Regions from separate parts of the Pan troglodytes genome. Here region 1 is linked to region 2. The links are chromatin contacts, called in public capture Hi-C maps. All regions are on one chromosome and are shown on one strand. Each heading gives the region's core, a stretch centred on a gene start, on an enhancer-like site or on the middle of the called end of the contact. The rest is flanking DNA. Distances are from core to core; before and after follow the strand shown.

Region 1 (4,794 bases), core at 14-2,513, 440 kb before region 2:
CCAGACATGAAACAAAGTACAAGACATAAAAACATTTAAGTTTGAAAGAGACAAAATTTGGAAAAGGGAGAACTAGCTCCGATGGGGGAGGGAAAGCCATTGATTGGGCCTTTGAAACCATGCCAGGAACCAAGAGCCAGGGGTAGTGGCAGAGGGGACGGCCAGGTAGGACAATTAAAACGGAAGTCTGGCTCCTTACAACACAGCATGGAGCGGGGCTACAGCATTTGCTGCAGTGGGAGGTGGGGCCAGTCTGGCACAGTCTGTGGGTTTGAAAGGAGCTGGGCGGGTTGGAGAATGCCAGTCAGCCTTTGTAGTTCTGAGCTCAGAGAGGGGGTGACACGTACTGGGCTTCAGGTCAGAAGCCTGGCTTGGGTGGCTTTTGGAGAAATTTTCCCTCTGCTCCCAAACTCTTAAAAGGTGCTCATCGCACCAGTGGCCTCCAATCACAGCATAAGCACGTGTTCCAAAGGCCATCCTCCAGCAGAGATTTCGGCAGTGGTACCTGTTGGCTGGCTCATGGGGTCCTTTCCTTTTTCCATTCCCTGGAAGCCGTCAACTGGACTGAATACAACATCTTTGCATCTTTTTCTTCACCCTCCCCACATGCTTGCATCTCCCAGACTCCTAGGGTTAATCCCCAGGACAACCTTGCTTTGAAAGAAAAAATGTGGTGAGCCTACTTGAAGATTTGGATTCCAAGAGGCCTCTGTCTGTCCTGCCTCAGCCAGAGCCAGACAGCCAGCTCAAGGAGATGGGCAATTTACAGAGAAAGCAGCAGTAAGTTTTTGTTGTTGTTGTTGTTTGTTTTCAAGGCTTGGTTGCTCTCCAGAATTAGGTCCCTGAAAGCATGGGATTTTCTTTTCCTTTTTTTTCTTCTTTCCTTTCTTTTTTTATTTTCTTTCTTTCTCAGCAAAAATTAATAATACCCCCTTCTCCCCCGAGAGTGAGTCATAAAAGCAATTAAAAAGTTGCTTCTTCATCGCTGCTCATAACCTGGGTTAAAGTTATCTGAGGTTGATCTGTGTGTGCCTATTCTCAACATTGTAATATTTTAAAATGTATGTGCATTTGTTATAATAATTTGTGCTGATGGTTCTCCTCCAGAATCAATGCTATGTAACTGGCAGATAGATTGTCATTATGCTGAATTTGTCCCAGGACTTGCATAGATATCTTCTTTGGGGGTTTTTGTGCTTATTTGCTGCTTGTGAGAGAGAAGGATAGAAAGACTTTGGAAGGAGGGTGTGGTCAGCAGATTTCGGCTTCCTCCCAGCCCATCAGTGACTCCTTCTTCCTGCTCCTCCCTTTCCTCTCCACTTCTATCCCAGTTCAGTTCCTCAGATCCAACCGGAGCCAGCTGTCAATGAAATACCTTCTGCCTTTCTTTTCTATTACAGTGTGGGTTAGACTCTGTCAGGTAGGAAACTACTCCCCGTAATCAAACTCATTATGTTTGTGATCTCAGCATATTTGCAAACTTAGACATAGACCAGACAATAACATTTACCTTCTCCATTTCTCCCATTCTGGGATTTTTAGCCAAGGTAATAATAACAATAATAATACTGTATTTAGAAGGCCTCTAGCAATATTTCATCTTCTGAGAGTCTTACAGATGTTAACTAATTAATCTTCACAACACTCCATACAAGAGAGCTAAATATTATTACCCATGATAGAAGATACATATGTATATGCTAAGGACAGCAAACTAGTTCACTTATTTATCATGGTTCACTTGATATAGTAACTGGTATTTTTAAAACACCCATCATAGATACAATCATTAGAGATGTGCTTTTGTTAACAAAGCCACTACCCACTTCTAGCGTACCCTTGGGTACTAAATAATTACCCACTTTGTGTGGTTATCTAGCTCACTAATTACCCACAGAAATTGGGGTCAGGTGTTAACTGCTTGAAATAAGTATCCTCCAAAGACATCGCTGAGTTGTATAGAGAAAATGATGTGTTCATAGCAAAACTTTCATAAGCTATATATTTGTATATCTTTGTAAGCAGAGTGAATACAAGCAAGAGCAAATTAGCTTATTATGTGAAAATCATGCTGAACTATTGTTGCAAATATAGAGAGGTTTAAAAGAGTCTCGGGAAATCTCGTCCTCTATTTACCCTTCGTTTTGAAGATGGGTGCAGTGACATGATTCCCATAATCTGGCCTTCATATAGAAGTACACTAAGACAATTGATGATTCTGGTTAGGAATGATTCATTTTGGTGTACAGGGAGGCACCCAGTGAGTCAAAGACTTTTTTTTTTTTTTTTAACAGCTCCACCCTTCATGATTATTCTAGCGTGTTTCTTTTTTCTCCATCAGTCTAGTGAAAACACCCCGTTAGCCAAATCTGAAAAAGATTCTAACCTAGTCACCAACTCCTGGCAACCACCTCTTTCTCCTTCCCAATAACGACAAAAAGAAAAAAAAAGTATTACAAAAATCCAACACTCTCGTTTTGCCTTTAGCTGTTATGCGCTCCTCGCCTTTCCTCTCTACTTCTCTCCTCTCCCTTCTTCCTCTGTCTGTATCTTCTTCTTATTTGTGCATTTTCTCCTTTTCCTTGGCATCTAGGTATGCTTCTGCAGGTCTCACAGTCAGAGACAAAGCACAATTATGTGTGAGTTGAGCACAAAGAAACTATCTTTTAAAAATATTGACTTGGAGGAAACCTGCATCCTCAGATACCTTTCTCCCTTTCCTTGCTATTTACAGAATCTGACATTATATTTAATACCACGCTGCCGGTTGTCTGCATGATTCTAGGCAGGAAAATTGGGTTAGAACGGTAATATACCCACTGTGTATATAGATAGGTAGAGACCCTAATTTTCGGCAGATCCATGCCTTAAAGGATCACAGCAGAGCAGAGCTTTAAAAATGAGTGCCAACAGAAATGAGAGGAGATGCTCCCCCAATCAACTTAGGATGTCTTCCTTTTTTCTTGTGCCTCTTTTTTTTTTTTTTGTCATCTGAAATATTACTTGTCATTATTGGGGAATTTGAGGCTGATCGATGAAGTGTATATGTGTCTGTCAGACATTTGAAGAAGAAAAACATGCTTCGGGAATAAGGAAAATGCCTGCAGTGAAAGCAAAGGGTCAGGATGAGCTTCAGTGACTGATGAGTTCATTTCAAAATCCAAGGGCACGTAGATGGTAAATTAGTACATATGGCAAATACAGTCAACGAGCAAACCCCAGCCACTGGAAGGAAAGGGAATTTTAGCTCTGTAGTCATCACATGCCTGAACAGAGAGTCTACATATCTTAAATGTAGATCCGAATCATTGCTCTTTTATCCCGCTAAATGCTGATTGCAAAGAAATATTTGGGCATTGTTGACTTTCTGTCCATAAAGAAAGGCCACCAAGATTCACAAAATCCATCACCTGCACTCATACATGCATGTGTGCTTGAAATTCCCCTAGGATGTGAAACAGTTAGGCAGAGAACTGCACTGTGGTCTCCCTTCCTCACTTCTTTCCCTCCCTGTTTTTCCTTTTCGAAAATGTGATACCTGATCTCTAGGTCTTGCGGGCTGAGAAATTTTTTGTATTTGTATAATGCAGTGTCTGGCCTTCCCCCTGACCTGCTGATGTATTTTTGGCCTCATTAGTAGTCAGGGAGATGCCTTAGTGCATCCAGCACTGCAAGTCAGGGATGAGACACACTACAACAGGAGAGGGAGCAAGCGCGAGAGGATATTAGAAGAGAGGCTTGTCTCCAAGATATGGAAGGAAGTGAGAAATGACAGGGCTGCAAGCTTTGTATGTAGGAGCCCGGCAGGGCGGGGGAGCGGCGAGGGAGCCAAGTGGATTCTCAGAAAAGGGGGGAAGCCATCGAAGAGCTAAAGGTGATTAGAGGGGGATATTGATTTCTCATTCTGCCAGAGATTTAAGCAGGCATGCGAGGAATCTGCACCATGGTTGGCAAAAAGAGACCCGTTGCCTCCTGTAACCAGACACTCAGGCTTTCCAGGAGCCCAGGGAGCAAGCCGAGAAGAAAGGGGGCAGTGTGGTCTAGGAAAATTCAACTTGTCGCTGATTTGTGCCTGATGCCTGCTGTCCGTCAGCAGCCTCCCTTACAATCTTTTTTTCTCTCTCTCCTTTTTTTTCCCCTTGCCTTCTCCTTCTTCACTGAAGCCTAGGGGAGCCAGTAAAGATTAAATGTGCTTCTCAAAGGCAGCCACTTCATGCTGCTATGTCGAAAGGGCCATTATTATTATTATATTTTAATAGTAAAAGAGAAAAGGAGAGAGGTTGAGCGAGCGAGAGAGAAGCTAGGTGTGATGATGACAGACTAGCTTTTCTGAGAGGAAAAGGAAAAGGGAAGGGAGAGAAAAAGGAGAGCCTCTGAGCTCAACGGAGGATTGTGCCTGAGAAGAACCCACAGAGGTGAGAAAAAAGTTGTCTTGAAGGTGGGGGTGGGGGTGGGGGTGCTAAACAGACACTGTACAGAGGGAGAAGAGACATAATTTAGCTGTGTTGCTAGTATGATTCCATTTTTAAAGGAGGGGAGGGGGAGACTCTAGAGCTCTAACTGTTTTTAGTTGCATATGGAAATATCTAAAAAATATTTAGCATTTTTACTAAGTGCGTTGAGGCCTCTCCAGTGTCCTCCTGGCTGTGGCTGCTTTGTCATTCTCTTTGACTAGCCAGCCATCTACCTTGCTTAGGCCTGGAATAAAAGAAGAACAAGAAGAAGAAAGAAATGAAATGAAAAACAGAAAGAAAAAGGAGAAGAAACATTTGAAAAAGGGTCATCTTCCCATCT
Region 2 (4,884 bases), core at 115-2,614:
GGTCCCTAGTCTCCCCCGTGTCCAGCTCCACGGTGTTGCAGTAAAACCACAGCAGGGCCGTTTACAAGACACTTGACGACTCCAGCCAGTCCACTCGCCAGAGGGCCTGCAGGAGGGCTCCTGCCTTCTAAACGAGTCCTCTGCGGCCTAGGCTGCTGTCCTCAGGAAACCCAGTCTACATCCTTGGCAGACATTCAGAGTGCCCCTAAAAGCTGTGTGCTAAGATGGGGAGCCCCCTCCTCCACTGCCCCCTTCCTGGGACACCAAGCCAAGTGTTAAGCAGAGGCCCAGCCCCAGAAACAACGCGTTTTGTGTCTGACAATAGCAGCCTACGTGACTTGAAGGACTCTGCTGTTGGTAAACCAAATGCACGCCAGTTTTGCTTATTTGCTCTAACCTTCAAAGAACCTAGAGGTCCCTTCCTAGTTCAACAAATAAATCCAGTTCCACTCTAGCGGGCCTCCTGGACAAAGTTCCATTGTTACGCCTTCCCTGAATGTCCACTGCTCGCTCCCTCTCAGGCACCCTAGCCCCACGCCTGTTCACCCTTCTTTCGTTTTGGGATAAATCAGCCTCCTTTTTTTGTTTTGTTTTGTTTTGCTTTAATTCTTTCAAAGGGTAAGGAATGTTGACACCCCCGAAACATGCCTCTGATGTCTGGTTAGACTTCAGACGGCTGTATTTGAACGTGCGCTGACGCAGTCGGGCAGATTGGGTTAAACCAAATATTACAATTGCAAGAACTCATCTGGAACTAATAATTTTGAGGCCACCGAAAGTAAAAGGGCCCTGCTTTGGGGCTGGCCAGCGGCAGAGGCCAGCTCGGGCCAATGCTGCCACCTGCCGAGGGCGCCGGGAACAGGGTGCGCCGCCGCGGCCTTCCTGTTTTGTTCTGGCCCCGCTCACCGGCTCCCACGCAGACAGGTTCGCCAGCCAGCCAGACCAGGGCTATTTTAAAAGGCTAGCGCCTCTTCCCAGCCCTTGGTGTAAAGATAGCTAGTCTGGCTGTCCCGTGTCTTCGCTGAAAAAAAAGACAACTTCCCAATTATAGAGCCGGGGCTGGCTACAAAGGCAGTTGCAGTTGGAGTCCGATTAAACATGTGCCGGGTGGATTACACAGATCATGTGTCAGTGGCTCGCCTAGGAGGAAGGCTCGTTTAAGTTCAGGATTTTTATTTTGCGGGGGATGATGGGGACGTACAACTCTGGGTTATGTCGGCGCATTGCTGAACTGCGAGTCACATGCCAGATCCAGAAATGATGAAAACATCTGTTTTTGCTTTAGACCAGCGAGGCTCTGGCGGTGGGGAGGGGCGCGAGAGGGACGGGAATGGCTTTGCTCACCAGCACCATCTGCTGAGCCTGCTGTGGAAACGCGTGCGTCCCCAGCACAATGCAGGTTGTCACTCGCCCCAGGAAGGGGGAGATCAACAGGTGGGGGTCTCTGCCGGGGCGATCACTCTCCATGGAGGACAGCCCCGATTGTGCCCTGGGGACTGTGCAATCCCGTATTGTCTCGGAGTGTTCACAACAAAGAGCTTTGTCCCTGGGGACTGCCCGAGGGCAGAGGAGGAGGAGAGAGAAGCAGCAAATGAATTCCCAGGTTGGGAAGGAAGGAGGTAAAGGGGGAGGGGAGTAGCTCCTTAGTGGTTTGCAGACAGTAAAAATTTGCTGTTCTTTCTGGCTGAAATCTACCAGAACAAAGGAACCACGTCTCTAGGAAAACTCCCAGCTGCACTTCCCCCCACCGTCCCTCTTGCCTGCGATGGTAGCTTTTGCTCGGCATGTCTGAGAATGTTCCAGTATTCACAGAGACCTTTCTGGTCTCTATGACCAAAGTATTCACAGAGACCTTTCTGGTCAGGCAGGGCTTGACCAGCCCTTCAACGTGCAATCCTCCCAGCTTCAAGAACCCAGCAATGGGATGGTTCTGAATCGGAGCCATACTGACAGCCAAGCCAACGGCATTCTTTCGATGTACAGCAAATATTTACTGCCTGCCTGCTAGGTGCCCGGAACTCACTCAGCACAACTATTTGTCATACAGTTTAAAAAACAATACAAATATGTCAGAGAAAAATGTATGTTTAGTGTCAAGTGCGTGTTTGAGACAATGACAGCTCTGAGTTCAGAGGCAAGGAGAGGATTGCAGACCTCGAATCTACCTTTCCTCAGTATTTGGGGGCAGTTCTGAGAAGAAGCTGGATTCCTCCAGCTTGTGTTTTGGGTTGTGTAGTCAAATCCCCTGAGTAACTGATTTTAATCAACCTGCTTCAGCTGTGACCTCCAGCCCTCTGGCGTTAAAGATAAATCCTCTACAGTTCCCATCCAAACGGCATCCATTACTCACAATCAGAATTGGGTGGGGACCTAGATTCCACTCCCAGGAATCTCCTCTGGGCCAGGTACAAAATTCTGAGCTACAACCAGATGAACAGTACTTCCCAACAACACACAGAGAGGTTAATCCAAGGGAGAAAAACCTGGGTCAAATGAAAAGCACGAGGCTTGCAGACCTCATTAAGCACAGTGCCTCCCTTTACACGCAGCTACCGAACACGCCCTCAGTTCTCTGCTGCCCACAGCTGAGGTTCCCAGAAGAGCAAATGCTGCTGATCCGGACCGAAGTTAGTCTCTTCCGTAGGCTCATTTTTGCCCACTTACCTATAAACTCCCAAGTTCAAAAAGGAAAGGGATCCTCTCCATTCCATCCCTTCTTCCATCCATTTCACTCCCAAATAAGTATAGAAAGAGCTGCCATTTGCGTGGGAATGGGAACTTGACGCTAGGGGATAAGTCAGAAAAAAGCCTCCTTCCCATTTTACAGCTGGACAAAAAATGTAAGAACCATCCCGATCCTCACAGAGCTTGCCGCCAGCTATATCCCCAGTGGCCACATCCGTTCCCACAGGACTCACGTTCTCAAATTATGAGGGCGCAAACTAATCCCCAAAGCCATCTACAAGTCCGTTGGTCAGTCACCTGCTCCGCTCTGATGTTGAAAGATTACTAGTTCAGGGGAGCCATGCAAATCAACACAATCAACTTCACTTTTTGTTTCAGGCCTCAGAAGATTAGAACATGAGACAGCACTTTAATCTGGTTTGGTATTGGGCTGATGTGGAGAGTTCTGATGAATTTTCTTTGTTTTATAAACTGAGGAAACCTTGTCACTGACCCGTATTTCTTTTCTGGACTCTTCTTGACAGTTTTCCTCATTTCTATCTGGTTTTGCAACAGGTCTGTGTTTGAATCTATTGAGGGCTGAAATTTTTCATGCTGCCTTGACAACTGTGAGCCCAGAATTTAGGGTGTTTTGTCAACATTCGGCAAAATAAAATCTCTGAACTAGGCTCCAGCAAGAGGGTAGAAAAACTGCAGATGAAAAAATATGTGGCATGAAAATAAACTTTGGTGATTTTGTGCTTTACTAGGCTTAGGATGCCAACCTCCCAACTATTTTTCCAGGCCTATATAAGACTCTCTTTTTCCTCATTATAAAAAATAATTTCTGTTGCCCCACTTCACGCCATACATCTTGGTGTGATTCTCTTCACACAGAGAAATAACCTTTGTTCAAAGCTCTGCTCTCCTAAGCTGCACTAAATTCTGCAAGATCACTCTCCACATACAAGATTAGCACCTCCTTTCCAGCTCCAAATAGACTATAATCCAAAAGCTGCTCTTTTAAATAGAGGTTCCTTTTATGCTTAAATTCCTACATAAAAGAAACATCAATGCTACTGCTAGTCTCCCCAGTTAAATCCGATTTGCAAGAAATGCTGCATGCTCAAAAATCTGGGTGTGAACTGAAGTCTGGGCTAAGGGAACGCATTTGGGATTCTCCAGTCATTCTCTATCTGGAGGGCCCTCCAGTGGCCAAAATAATACCTGATATAAACAAAGACCACCAAAGCAAGTGTTACAACAAAGGCAGAGGATGGACGCTGGCCTGCATTTAAAATGCTGCATGTGAGCCCCACATTTGCCCCTTAGAGGTGTGTCTCATTTAAAGAAAGCCAAGACAGAATCTCAGCTCACAAAACGAAGACATTATTTGCATTACAAAAGGACCCTTCACTTGATTAAAAAGAGGCAGGTTTGAACTCCATTAAACGACAACTCCCCCTAATTTCTTTAAGATTCTATTGAATTTGCAGGAAATAAAAAGACTGACATACAAATTTGCAGAATGCATGTGCGGCGTAAAACAAGGTACATTTGTAGTCACTCTGCACTACCTGACCTACCCCACCCACATCTCCACCTCTGAAAGCCTAATAAGCACTCTGACCATGAGACACGGGGGGAAAGTGCAGGTCAGAACCTGTGGAGGTAAGATCTGAAGGCTCAGGGCAAGTTCAAGGTGCTCGGAGCCCAGAGCTGCCCTTCTGGAGGACTGTGAGGGAAGCAGCCATTTGTTCCAATACAATTTGCTCTGGACCTGAAGGATGCTGTTGGTTTTCCAGAAGGAAAGTTCTAGCTCTGTCGTGTATTGTCATCTTATGACACGCAGGCATGCCTCACTTTCCACAGGTGTAAAATGAATGGGTGGACTACACAAGCCAGATACAAATTCTAGAACCTTGGACTCCCAGACGTCATAATGATCTTTTTTCCCTCGGAAGCATTGGGCATGAAGTGGGGAGAAAGGGGGGAAGGAAACTTTCTCCCATTAAGTCCTTTAGGTCCTTCTGACTTCTGCTTCTGCACCTCACCCTGACTCCAGTCCCCCAACCAACCTGTGACCTGCAGCAGCACCAAATTTCAGCACCCCACCACAGACCACAGTCTTCACACAGCCACCCTCACCTCACTCCCTGCTAGGCAGACTCCTCCTCATTCCTCATGGCCCAAGTCAAATGCCAGTCCTACCCTTAATCA

What was found. Capture Hi-C pulls out chosen DNA fragments and counts their contacts.
Region 1: a contact with region 2 is called in a capture Hi-C map of stem cell-derived neural stem cells, with 6 times the contacts expected there. The contact joins two enhancer-like sites. A contact is called at or near these places in 3 of 7 Hi-C or Micro-C datasets (induced pluripotent stem cells and stem cell-derived neural progenitor cells), 1 of 1 datasets of contacts at active chromatin or transcription factors (stem cell-derived excitatory neurons) and 1 of 1 other capture datasets (stem cell-derived neural stem cells).

The regions. Positions count from the first base shown.
Region 1 is chr9:124,043,485-124,048,278 of NHGRI_mPanTro3-v2.0_pri, reverse strand. No RefSeq gene overlaps it. Among named protein-coding and RNA genes, the nearest start is that of MIR125B-1, 3.6 kb to the right of the region's middle. Within about 2 kb of position 1,263, at least 6 of the 24 cell types and tissues checked have an H3K27ac peak or open chromatin away from gene starts, as enhancers often do. A contact at or near this core is called in stem cell-derived neural stem cells, where this site is marked.
Region 2 is chr9:123,600,426-123,605,309 of NHGRI_mPanTro3-v2.0_pri, reverse strand. No RefSeq gene overlaps it. Among named protein-coding and RNA genes, the nearest start is that of SORL1, 210 kb to the right of the region's middle. Within about 2 kb of position 1,364, at least 13 of the 24 cell types and tissues checked have an H3K27ac peak or open chromatin away from gene starts, as enhancers often do. A contact at or near this core is called in stem cell-derived neural stem cells, where this site is marked.